Linked DNA regions of Columba livia: region 1 is linked to region 2. Evidence: chromatin contacts called from public Hi-C data. All regions are on one chromosome and are shown on one strand. The core of a region is the stretch at or near the end of the contact, and the rest is flanking DNA. Distances in the headings are between cores, read along the strand shown.

Region 1 (5,965 bases), core at 563-3,062, 340 kb before region 2:
GGGGATACTGGCTGGTACGTCTCTCAGTGAGGGGCTTGTGTTCAGCAGTATGGGGGCACAATAATGTGTGATGTGTATTTCTATGGAAACTGTGAGGGTAGAAGAATGAGTTTTTTTAAAAAGTTTAATGGCAGCCAAGATAAAGGCTATAGACAGACATACAATGCTGTGTGGGCTATCCCCAGCATCCTCAATAGTTAAGTTGCAGCAAATAGGTGGAGTGGAGGATATATCCAGTATTTTAGCCTGAAGAAAAGGAGGCTGATGGGAGATCTTACTGCTCTCTACAGTTACCTGAAAGGAGGTTGTAGCATGGAGGCGGTTGGTCTCTTCTCCCAAGTAACAAGTGATAGGATGAGGAAATGGCCTTAAGTTGCACCAGGAGAGGTTTAGATTGGATATTAGGAAAAAACTTCACCCTGGAAAGGGTTGTTGGGCATTGGAACAGGCTGCCCAGGGAAGTGGTGGAGTCACCATCCCTAGAGGGGTTTAAAAGATGTGTAGATGAGGTTTTTAGGGACATGGTTTAGTGACAGTGTTGGGTTAAGGGTTGGACTTGATGACCTTGGTGGTCTCGGCCAAAATGATTCTATGATTCTACACAGAGAAGGTGTTACTATAATGCTATTTCCCACCACCACTTTCAAACTGCCCTTCTCTACTTCTCCCTTATAGAAACCACGATGTTCTCACCACCTCAGCCTTACCGGAGTTTCCAGTCTGGCTGACTCACCCACCAGCCTCTTGGACACTCCCCCCAGTGCTCTTCCCCATCAGCTGAAACGGTGACAGATTGATGGTGTTCTCTGGAAATCCCCATGCCCTGAGGATTTTAAAGTTGATGTCTCTTTCTCTGTAGGTTTGCAGGAGGGATTCTCCTTCGTGGGTCTTTCAGAAGGTGTTTTGTGGGAGATAACCCCCCCCATGCCATACTAATAGAAGGATGGGCTTTAGAGGAGTCATGGGGTGAAATCTCTGCTCTTTATTTTCTCCACTTGTTTGTTAGTTTTGTACTAGGACAGAGGAGTTTTGCTACATCAGGGCAATTTTCCTTGGGTGGTGGCAGCAGCCCTATATTTATGGACTGTAAAAGTATTTGAGATCAATGTCCCTGCTCTCAAAGGAGCAGCCCAGTTCCTGGCAGGGAGGGACAAACAGTCCCAGTCCCAAAGTATTTTTCATCATGTGCCTCCCAGATCTGTCAGCAGCACACAGGGACTTTTTCCCTTCTGTTGGTGGAGCTGCTGGGTTTGCAGCCACTGAGGAGCGAGGGCTTTGAATCTGCCAACAACTCCAGCAGTTGTTTGCATCAAGAAAACCTAAATAACCTGAAACGGAAATAAACAACAGCAAAACAATAACTGAATCCCTCCCCTAAACATTCAAGATTTCCCACACTGTATTCCCTTTCTTTCCCCCTCCCTGTTTGCCAGTGTCACCTTTTACCCTTAAAAAATTCCTAGTTTAAGAGTACGGGACAGAGAGGAACAAATCAGTTCCACTCAATAAAAGCCTCAGGATGGCGCCTTTTTTGCCTGCTTTCTCTGTCTCAAATGCAAAGCTTGTAACTTCTGTTCTAAAGTTTTAAATTCATGCCTCTGCGAGTGTTTGTGGTTACAGCTTCTATTTCTATATTGGTGGTTTCTGACCTGTCGTGGTGGTTTATTTATTTTTTTTGGGGGGGGTGTGTGTATGTGTGTGGGGGGGTGTGTATGTGTGTGTGGGGGTGTATTGGCTTTTTTGATTCGTTTTTATTTTTTGTTTTTGTTTCTTTTTTCCTTCTGAAAATAAATATACCCCTACCAGTGTCTAAAAGCCCTTTAGACCTTGACTCTGATCACCTGTTTAAGTCCATTTCTTTGATTCGGGGACCACGGAGGACACATTTACAGCTCTCCCCTTCAATCTGGAAGCCTCTGCCGGAAAGGAGCAGCATGAAAATATGCCAGAAACAGGAAAAGAGGTAACGCTGTGAAGCTGCGGCATCAGCAGGGGGCTGGGCCAGCGGCGGAGCCGCCGGGTTTGCGGGGAGGAGCCCGCACCAGTCCGGCGCTGGGACTCCGGGCGCTCGGTCCCAGTCGGGGCGCTGGCGCAAGCGGTGCCGTGAGGGATGCGGGAGGGAAATAAATGAGGAGTCATAGCGCAAGAGGTGATTTCCAGCCCGAGGGAAGGAGCAGAAGGCTCCGGAGGGAGCTGACGGGGGGGGGATCGGTGGAGCAGAGAGCAGGGGGAGCCGCCCGGGTCCGTTTTCCAGCCCGGTAACGTCTGGGCGCAGCTGCTGGCGGAGCCGTTGCTGCCGCTGCACGGCGGCTTCTTCTGCAAAAATGGAATCGAACGGCAGTTTCCTCGCTTACAACAGTAAGTCTATAGAAATAGCCTTGCGTTTCAGCTCTCTTATCTTGTCCAGAGCTTTGTTTTTCCTCCTGTCTTCTCCCCCCTCTTTCCCCTCTCCATTCTCTCATTTGGAAGCAAAGCAGCGTTTAATCTGTATTACAAATGATAGGGTTTTTTGCTCTGTTAATAGGCTTGGCTGTATTGGTAGGAACTGTGTCTTGTCTGTCTAAGTGTCTGCAAGCCCAGAAAAGTTGGTCCAAATCTCCTCCCCTTTGTGGTGAAGCTGAGAGAGGGACAGATGCTCAGCTGGGTAAATTCTCTGGTCTGTGGAGAAGACAAGCAGGATGAACCCCCAGCTCAGGGTCTGCCCACAGGATAAGTGTTTAGTACAAAATAAGTAGCGTCTCTAAAAAAGAATAAATCCTCTCTGCTCTCCTATCAAGTGAGATTTAATGCTTATTGGTATCAAGACTAGGAGGCTTGTCTGATAGAGTAATGAAGCATCCCTTAATCCCTGCTCTGCCTTTAACATATTGATTTGTTACCTCTATTGTATTTTACTTACTGTGATGAGCAGAAAGAACTTAAGATTGTTATAGCTACGGATTGAAATGGGGTTTTGTGACCCTACAGCAATGGGAAAAGTGCTTATTTTTGTTTAATGAGATATGTGCTTTCTTACTATAGATGAACTATAAACAAACAAACTTAATAGAGCAATAAGTGATTGGCACTAAACATAATCAGTTTAGTGTTACCAGGAGAAATGTGAGAAGATTCCCCCAGGCTCAAGAAATCTTCCCTCTGATTTTCCCAGATGCTAGAAATCTAACAGGAAGGTGAAACAGAGGTTAATGTTATACTTTGTGTAGGTATCTCATTCATTATATAACCACTGGGGAAAGCAAGCTAAGAAATACATCTGGAACTAGTAAAATATTTCTTATTCTGGCCTGTGGGTCATTTTTCAGTGAATATTATTTAGTCTTCTGGGGTTAGGAACCAAGATGAATTTAGTGGCTGCTTGTTAATCCATTTTCTTGTCTCAAGCAGAAAAATACACAGGTGTCAAAGGAACCAAAGCGTTTACTGAAATTCCTTAACACATAACACACAGAGATGCCAACGTCACTCTGAATGCCACTCGACTTAGACGAGTTGCTCACATGTTGCTTTGTTAGCAGGCTCAGGCTTGTGCTATGTAGTTTGTCAGAATTTTCTCAGATACTGTGATTTATATATTTTGCTTATGACCGTATGTTGAAATTCAGTTTCTTTCTTTCTTTCTTTTTCTTTTTCTTCCAACGTAAATACAACACCAGCTGTATTTACTATATCAGAATTAACCACAGGCACATCTGGGGAAATATCTGACAGTCAGTAGGAGACACTTCTATATTCTGGTGGCAGAAGGGGCTAATACTGTAGCTGGGACTTTCTGTAAACTCTATAGTGTTTTGTTGACTCTTCATTTGGATGGAGATCTGAGCCCAGGGAAGCAACCCGAGTGTGCTCCCCCATTTGCAGAGCTGTTGCGATTCAGTGTTCTGCGCCTTTTATTTTGAACGTGTTCTATTCAGCTGCTTCTTGCTTATGTTATAAAGCGGCATCTAAATTTAGTCCAGAATGAATTTGCTCGCCTCTGCGGGCTATTAATAATCTTTCCCTTGCCTCTTTGAGTTGATTTGTTTCTGAACTGGGAGCCCCTGTGCTCGCACAGATTATAGAATAGCTAATTTGTACTATGCCTTATTCTCATACACTGACTTTTTCATCCAAGACACTGTATACATTGTACAAGAAACACCACAACCTTGTTATGGAAATGTCCTCTGCCACAGCCCAGGGCGAGAATCAGCCAGGAAGGGTCAATAAAATCCTCCAGAACAGGCCATTTCCTTGTTTCTTCTGCCAGCTACTCCCGAGAATTAACTTCTCCTAGGTTTACATTTCCAAATGAATCATCTCCACCTGCCCTTCTTCACTGGGAGCACTGAGGAGGCTCCTTCTGGGCTCCAACCTCTGTGGGTGGATTTAATCCTGCTTGGAATCAACTAGGATCCGCTCTAAAGCAACTGGTGGCTTCAGTCTCCTTTCCTACAAACAAAACACTCCCACACGCCCCACTTGATGCAGGTTGCACCTGATGCCTCACGTGGGAGTTTTTTGAGCCACAGCGCAGGAGAATTTGCAATACTGGCACTTCTCAGTGCGTTGAAGATAAAGCCCACTGTTGGTTTTGAGGTTGTTGCTGGTGCACAAAGCCCCAACATCCCGCTCAAAAGTAAAAGAGTCAGGGCAAGAAGATGCTCAGGGCAAAACAGATTTTAATGAGGAAATGGAACAGGAGGAAGAAGGAAATGTAGTCGCTTGGAAAACTGCTGCAGGTAGCAGAGATGGAAGGATACGGCCAATTACAGGGAGAAGCAAGAGGGAGAGGTGTGTGGGTAAGAGATGGTTTGTGCAAGACCTGGCAACTCTGCTGACTGGGTAAGCAGCTCTGGGAGCCAAAGGTGTTGCTGATTTGAGAGCAAAATATAGTTTCTCATACAAGAAAATCAAAAGATGTAATAAATGGGTATCTATGAAGGAAAGCTGCAGACAACTATTTGGTGATTTCATCACCCAGTATTGTATTCAGCTGGCCAAATGTAGGTGTTTGGAAGAAATTTTAGGCTTATAGGGATCTAGACAGGTGAATCGTGCTCTGTCTTCTCCTGGCCCCTTGTTCAGTGCACTGTAAATATCTAAATATTGCAAAACTAACCCCTGGCCCATGCATCTCTTAGGTCCATACCATGGGTGGAGAGTCTCAGTCTTTACTCGGTCAAGCCCACCAGAATGGACCTTGGCCAAACATGGAGGTTTCTCTTTTTCTTTATGCAGGTAGCGAAGATTTTGCCACAGTTTCTTCTAAATTGAGATGCACCCACACCTTAAATGACCCAGTTTAGACAATGTGGGTGGGGAAATACTCACACCTCAGGCTGCCCCTCACATGGGCACCTTTTAAAGGCTTGTGTTGAGATATGAAACAATGACTCATTGGCTAGTTTTGGCTAAAGTTACAGAGTGCTGACATCCCAGATATATCACTTAGGGGGAGAAAAATGAAGAAAGGATTTTTTCCCTAGTTTTGCATAATTCAATTGTGCAATTTAACTATTGCACAAATTTTGCCCTGCTTTGGAATGCTGAGAGCGACCTGCATTTCTTCTGCACAAGAAATTTCAGCTTCTGAAGAAGATGTTGAGAAAAGTTGTTAAGTGGCCTTTAAAATAAAATAGCTCTGCCCTGCAGCTGACTTTGGTTTTACGAAGAGAACATCTTCATCAGCATGTTCCTAAGAACACGACTTAGGAATTAGGTAGCTAAGCTGCATGAGTGCTCCTGACTGTTGGTGCTGGTTCCATCCATCATGTTGATATCCTTCTTTTCAACTACTTTCTCCCCGCTCTTTTCGCATCAATTACTGGAAAAGCTGTGATTTACTGCAGGTCGGTGTTTGTTTTAGTGCCTCTCAGTCTGCAGCCACATGTCCATATGTGCCGGTGGAAGGACCAAACCAAACTTTCAGTCTGGTTTTGAGTTCCTGAGTGCAGCGAACATTGGGTGTTTTACCTGGATTTCA
Region 2 (5,480 bases), core at 1,965-4,464:
GAGTCTCCAGATGACGTTGGGGGGAAAGTGCCATAGCCCAGCTTTGCACCTCTCTCATGGGGATCCAGAAGCTGGGATAGGTAGATCTACAAGAGTGTCTTGGACCTGCTCTGATCTGTGTTGCTCTGGCAGCTCAGTGTCCCCCTCATTATGTTTTATTTCCAGCCCTCATGCCAGGGCTTATCTTGGTCTTACACGACCCCTACCCCTGGGAAAGCTTTCCTCATAGCTCCTACATGACTCCTCATAGACTGTCTTATCAGGTCCACAGTAAGAAGAAATGTCCACCACCTCCTCATCCAATTTATACCTCTCCAGGTAAATTAAAATTATGTCTTTTACTGATGCTGACTTTCTGGCTTCCTCCACAGTACCCATGTTGGTGTAGAAGCTTGGAAAAGTGGGTCTGGCTATAGACAGGTAACATACCCAAAGGGCTCATCATCACCTTGGGAGGGTCTGGCTTTTTAACATCCACCCCAGTAATCCCTGGTGGTTTTGGCAGGAAATCAGGCGGACGTGACCAGGCTGTTTCTCTCTCTGCCTCCTGCTCACCACTTGTAGACAAAGTGATCGTTCTGACCTCATTTGATGGTACCTTTGCAGTCCTGGAGAACTGAAGCCTACAAGGTTTGTGCAAACAGGCGGCTGGGTAGAGAGGGGAGGAAGAGAGAGAAAGAAAGGGAGATTTTTTATTTTTTGGGCACAAGAACCCATCCAGGGGTTCAACCAGAAGTCGCACAGCCAAGGAAGACCAGGTGACGTGTGGGATCACTCATTCCTCTAACACCAGTCATGTGGCTTCCCAAGGAGCAAGGGGATCTCCTAACCACCCCAGTGTCTCTGCTCACTGCATCATTTCAAGCTGGTTTGAACTGGCGATAAGACCATCAGAGCAGCCCTTCTGGCTTAAACCGAGTGCTCAACAGCATCTTCATCTGCATGGACAGGATAATTGTGGTGTTAGGAGCCACTGGCAGTGATCTGAACTCTGGTGACTTCAACTGCTGGAAAATGCTTGTGCACACAAGTGTAGGTGTTGGTGGGTGCATGAACTGCTTCACGACCAGACCCTGTCCCCAACACATCAAGCTTCAAGTTGTGGGCTTTGTTTTCATATAGAACAGCTTGCCCATCCAGGTGAGAGCACAGTTTAGATGCCAAGGCAGTATGCAGGTACTGAGGGGACAGGAAGGAGCAGCCATAGGCAAGCAGCAAGTGTTCAACCCAGACCATCTGCTACTGTTGGAATGATTTCTAACCTGTGCTCTCAACTGGCCAAAGGGAACTTGTTATGTTAAATTTATGTCTCTAGCTTCAGATTACAGCCTGACACATTAAAATAAAGCGGCACTAACATTAGATTGTCTTAAAAACTGGGCTATGGGTTAGAGATGGATAAGAAATTGTAGAAGGGGTTGTGTGTGGTCACCAGTGTGAGGAGAAGGAGACAACCCCATGCAACTGGCAGCTTGAGCACAGCCAGGGCACCTCCCCGAGAAGAAAGAAAGGATGGAGATCCCCACTGTGAAGGGGATGCTGAAAATAAGCTTGGACTCATGAGCAAAGGTGCTCTCCTGCTGCTGTGGGATCAAATCGTTGTGTGCTCCAAAGAAGCAAATTTGAACCGTTGTTTCTCTTATTACCATCATTTCTTGTAACCACCGTCTCTCTTGATTTCTCTTGCAAACCACCCTCTGCCAGAGCAGCAGCACTCCTGGAAACCAGGAGGCATTGTAGAGGAAGGAGGAGAATTATTTTATTAGAAATTCCCTTTTTTAAAACATGAAATTAAAAACATAATAAAACAAATCAAATGTTTTCACTGCCAGGCAAAGGTGAGGATGGAAACAGAAGAGAAATGTCTAAAGAAACAAAAAGCTTTCTCCCAGCTTTGCTGAATGCTGGAATAGGAGCAGACAGATGAAAAGCACTAAAAAGAAAAACTAAGTTTGAGAAGTGGACTTGAAACCTGACTTACAGCTTATCTGATTCCTCTGCAAACCAGGCTGGTAGTCTTGCAGGATGGTTTCGTGCAGCATCTGACCGAGTCTTCCAACTCATCCGCCCGTGGGTTTTGGGTGTGTTGGAGCTAAGCTAAGCCTGCCAGTCATTTACAGTTTGCTTTTCCATACACAGAGGAGAGCTGGGCTGGTTGGACTGAGCATTGTAAAGCCTCTTTCTAGGAAAGAAGCTTTGCGCAACAGGAGGAAAAAATAGGTCATTGTCAAGGTTTAGGGCATTTGCAAGAGAAAGTAAACAAGTGGTGTGGCTGGGTGAGATGGGAGCTGAGCCCCATGCCGAGCAGGATCCGTCCCCTGCTCCAGACAAGGCTCTGCTTGCAGGAGGGTTTGGCTCTTCCTGGGAGGAACGTCAGCCTCGTGGCATCGGGACTGGGATCGTTACCCTACCCTGGTTCCCTGGCAAATTATTTAATCCCAGTGCCCCATCTGGGCACGAAGAGGAATCACCACCCTGTGACACCCAAGGCTTTGGATGCCAAGCTGTGTGGGGTACAACTTGCACTCAGGCATGATGCACGCGGAGCAAATGGGGCTGTTGGCATCGCTGTGCAGCTGCTGATGAGAGCGGGAGGCTAACGGGGACAGGAGGTGGGTGTTGGAGCAGTTGCAGCAGCCATGGCCATGGCAGAGCCTGTCCCAGGGAGCCTCAGACTGCGAAAGAAACAAAAACAAGGCAAAAAATAACAACCACCAACCGACCACAAAAGCACCGCAGGTCCTTAAAAACACCCTTAGGCACTCGCCAAGCAAAATCCCAGGGGAGCTCAGCCGCCTCCCTGGATGATACCAACCCACAGCAAGTCACCTTCTCCCTGCCCCTCATCCAGGGGTGCGGGGTGGGGGGAAGGTTTGAGTACACCCGCACATCGCCTGGTGCAAGAGGCAATGGACGGTTCTGTCCTCACAGTGAGGGCTGTGGTTTTGCCCTCCCCAAGAGGGGACAGGCTGTGCCAGAGCGGGGTTTGGGTACCCGGCGGGGGCTGCGCGGGGGCTCTGGAGCACATCTGCCAGCCGCCTGGCCCCCGCCGCCAGCCCCGCCAGTACATCTTGTTTGTGTTTTTCTGCCGAGCACACTCCCAGCGGGTTATGTCAGAGGTGAGGAATGCAGGGCCACCCTGTGTCATGAGATCAGACTTACATTTTTAGGCTGAGCGCTTACCGTATTTGCTGGGAAAGCAGCACGCAGGCGGCACACGGGGCCCCGGAGGGGTGGGAGATGATACCCCTTCCCTCCATCCCTCTTTTCCAGCCCTCGCTCCAAGCAGAGCCGGGTGGAGCGGATGGGGCCCGTCTGCTGGAACAAGCTCTCCCTCTGTTCCTCACAAGGAGCAAGAAGAGGAAACGTAGTGAATTAAGGCGAATGAAAAGGCAGCAGTGAAAGGCGGCCGGGAGCCGTGCCAAGAGCTCGGAAAACGCTGGCGGAGAGAGGTGGTGGTGAGCTGCTCTCTGCCGTCGCTGAAGGCATCGGCACCCTGGGTCGCCCCACGGGGGAAACTCATCCAAGCAACCGGTACCCACAAAATATCACAGTCCCAGGGGCTGGAAGCATGAGGAGAGACACGAGCCCATGCAGGGCCAGCAGGGACGATGCGAAAGCTGGGCTGGGAGCTGTGGATATGGAGAAAACACTGAGGGTCTGACCCAAAGTGTTGCCTGGATCAGGGACTTCCCACCAGTTTGGTTGCTGGGAGCCATCCCTCATGTCCAGCTTCTCTGAAATTTCTTCACTGCTTTGCAGGAGCCTTTCTGCTCAAAGAAAGCTGGTGCAAAACAACTCTGCTGATGCTTTGCAGGGTCTCTGTGCTGCCTGTTCCCTGGTTTTCCCAATTAAAACTCAGAGGCTCCTTTGCAGCTCTGCTTCCCAGCCAGGGCAGAAAGGGGGGAGATGCTTTGATCCTGGTGCCACCACACACAAAACCCACCGAGGTGAGGTCAGGCCCTGGTGTGGGGAAAGGCTCCCACTCCCCTTCTCTGCTCTGGTGTAGATTTTGTTTTCTCTTCTTTTCTTTTTTTTTTTCTTTTTATTTGTTTTCCTGAAATAGCTGCAGTAGCAGGCATCCTGAGAGCGAGAAGCCAAAAAGCAAAGAAAAACCGTTCTACAAACCACATCCAAACTGAACACCACTGCTTGTTGTCTGTTTTTTTGTTTTTCTGTTTTTTTTTCTGTTTTGCCTTATGGAAGGTTTTGACACGGTGGTGTTTTGTTCTGTGCGTCAGAAGGAAAACAAACCCTGAAATACCAAATTCTTTTGCACAATGGACTTTCCTTTCTCTAAACATCCCTGTGAGATGGGCCTCTCGCAGCTCTCTCCGCTTCCCAGAACAAGAGAACAAATACTAGGAAATCTGGAGAGATGAACTGCACGGCGCTGGCTGCAGCGGAGGAGTGAGCACCAGCCCCACGTTACTCAGTGTCTCCACTGCTGGTCCTCACCTGGAGAACCTTCAACAACCACTGATGGCCCCTGTGCCACTGATTGTTTTCTGCTGTGCACCACAGACTCCTTTTTGTGACCCTGCAAGTGGTGAGAGGGGACAAAAAGGCACGTAGATGAGGTTCTTAGGAACAGGGTTTGGTGCTGGAGTTAGGTTATGGTTGGACTCGATGATTTTGAGGGTCTCTTCCAATCAGAATGATTCTATGATTTTAATTTCAGGTCCTCACCTATAATCCTGGACCCTCCCTTATTTACTACAACACTGTTTTGCCATGTCACCTCCACACGCAGTCCCAGATTCCTTTTGTCACTCTACCATAGTCCCAAGAGCCTCTTTGGGATCCCAAGTGCCTGTTTGGGAAATGCCTCTTTCCACAGAAAGTCTTGCTCTCTGGGTTCTCTCTCTGCTTGTGGACCTATGGAGGCACCAGAGAATGTCCTCTGCAGATGGGAGAGGTGACCAGAGGGGACAAGAGGGACTAGCGGAGAGCAGGAGCTCCAGGGGGACCTTCAGACCCAGAACCCTCCCCTAGGCAAAAGGGTGGAGGTCCCACAAAACATGAAAGTGATGTGTTGAGAGGAAGGGGCTGGTTGCTGCCTCATAAAAATAAAGAGGGAGATGTTATCGCGTGAGATCCTTGGGAAAATGAGGCTCGTTTCATGGTTTAGGATGTTATCTTCTCTTTCTTCCCACTCTCTGTGCCTTCCCTTTCATAAAGTTGTGCTTTGATAAGATTTTCTGTTTTATTGTTTGGGATAGAGGAAATCACAGAATCATAGGATCACAGAATCATAGAATCATTTTGGTTGGAAGGGGTCTAGAGGGTAAGGAAAAAGGGGCTTGAGGCAGCATTTAGTCCTGAACACTGAACCAGGGCCTTACAACCACCTGACAAGACCTGGAGAGGGGGCTGAACCAGAGGACTTCTGCACTCTAAATGACATGAAGAAAGGATCTTGGCTTTCATTAAATCTTTCAGGTGCCTGGCATGCTTTGGGGAACAGAAATCATAATTAG

The links. Hi-C and Micro-C count contacts between places; a contact is called where the count stands out from the background.
Region 1: a Hi-C map of liver shows a contact between it and region 2, with 2.1 times the contacts expected there. The contact joins the promoter of PLCD1 here to the enhancer-like site in region 2. A contact is called at or near these places in 2 of 2 Hi-C or Micro-C datasets (crop and liver).

Annotation. Positions count from the first base shown.
Region 1 is chr2:5,679,796-5,685,760 of bColLiv1.pat.W.v2, reverse strand. It overlaps PLCD1 (phospholipase C delta 1), which reads left to right and starts at 1,812. Exons shown (of 15, transcript XM_065050346.1): 1 at 1,812-1,963.
Region 2 is chr2:5,337,140-5,342,619 of bColLiv1.pat.W.v2, reverse strand. It overlaps LOC110365257 (a long non-coding RNA gene), which reads right to left. Exons shown (of 5, transcript XR_002424640.2): 2 at 3,184-5,480; 3 at 1,982-2,675. Among named protein-coding and RNA genes, the nearest start is that of GARS1, 18 kb to the right of the region's middle. Within about 2 kb of position 3,214, at least 3 of the 3 cell types and tissues checked have an H3K27ac peak away from gene starts, as active enhancers do.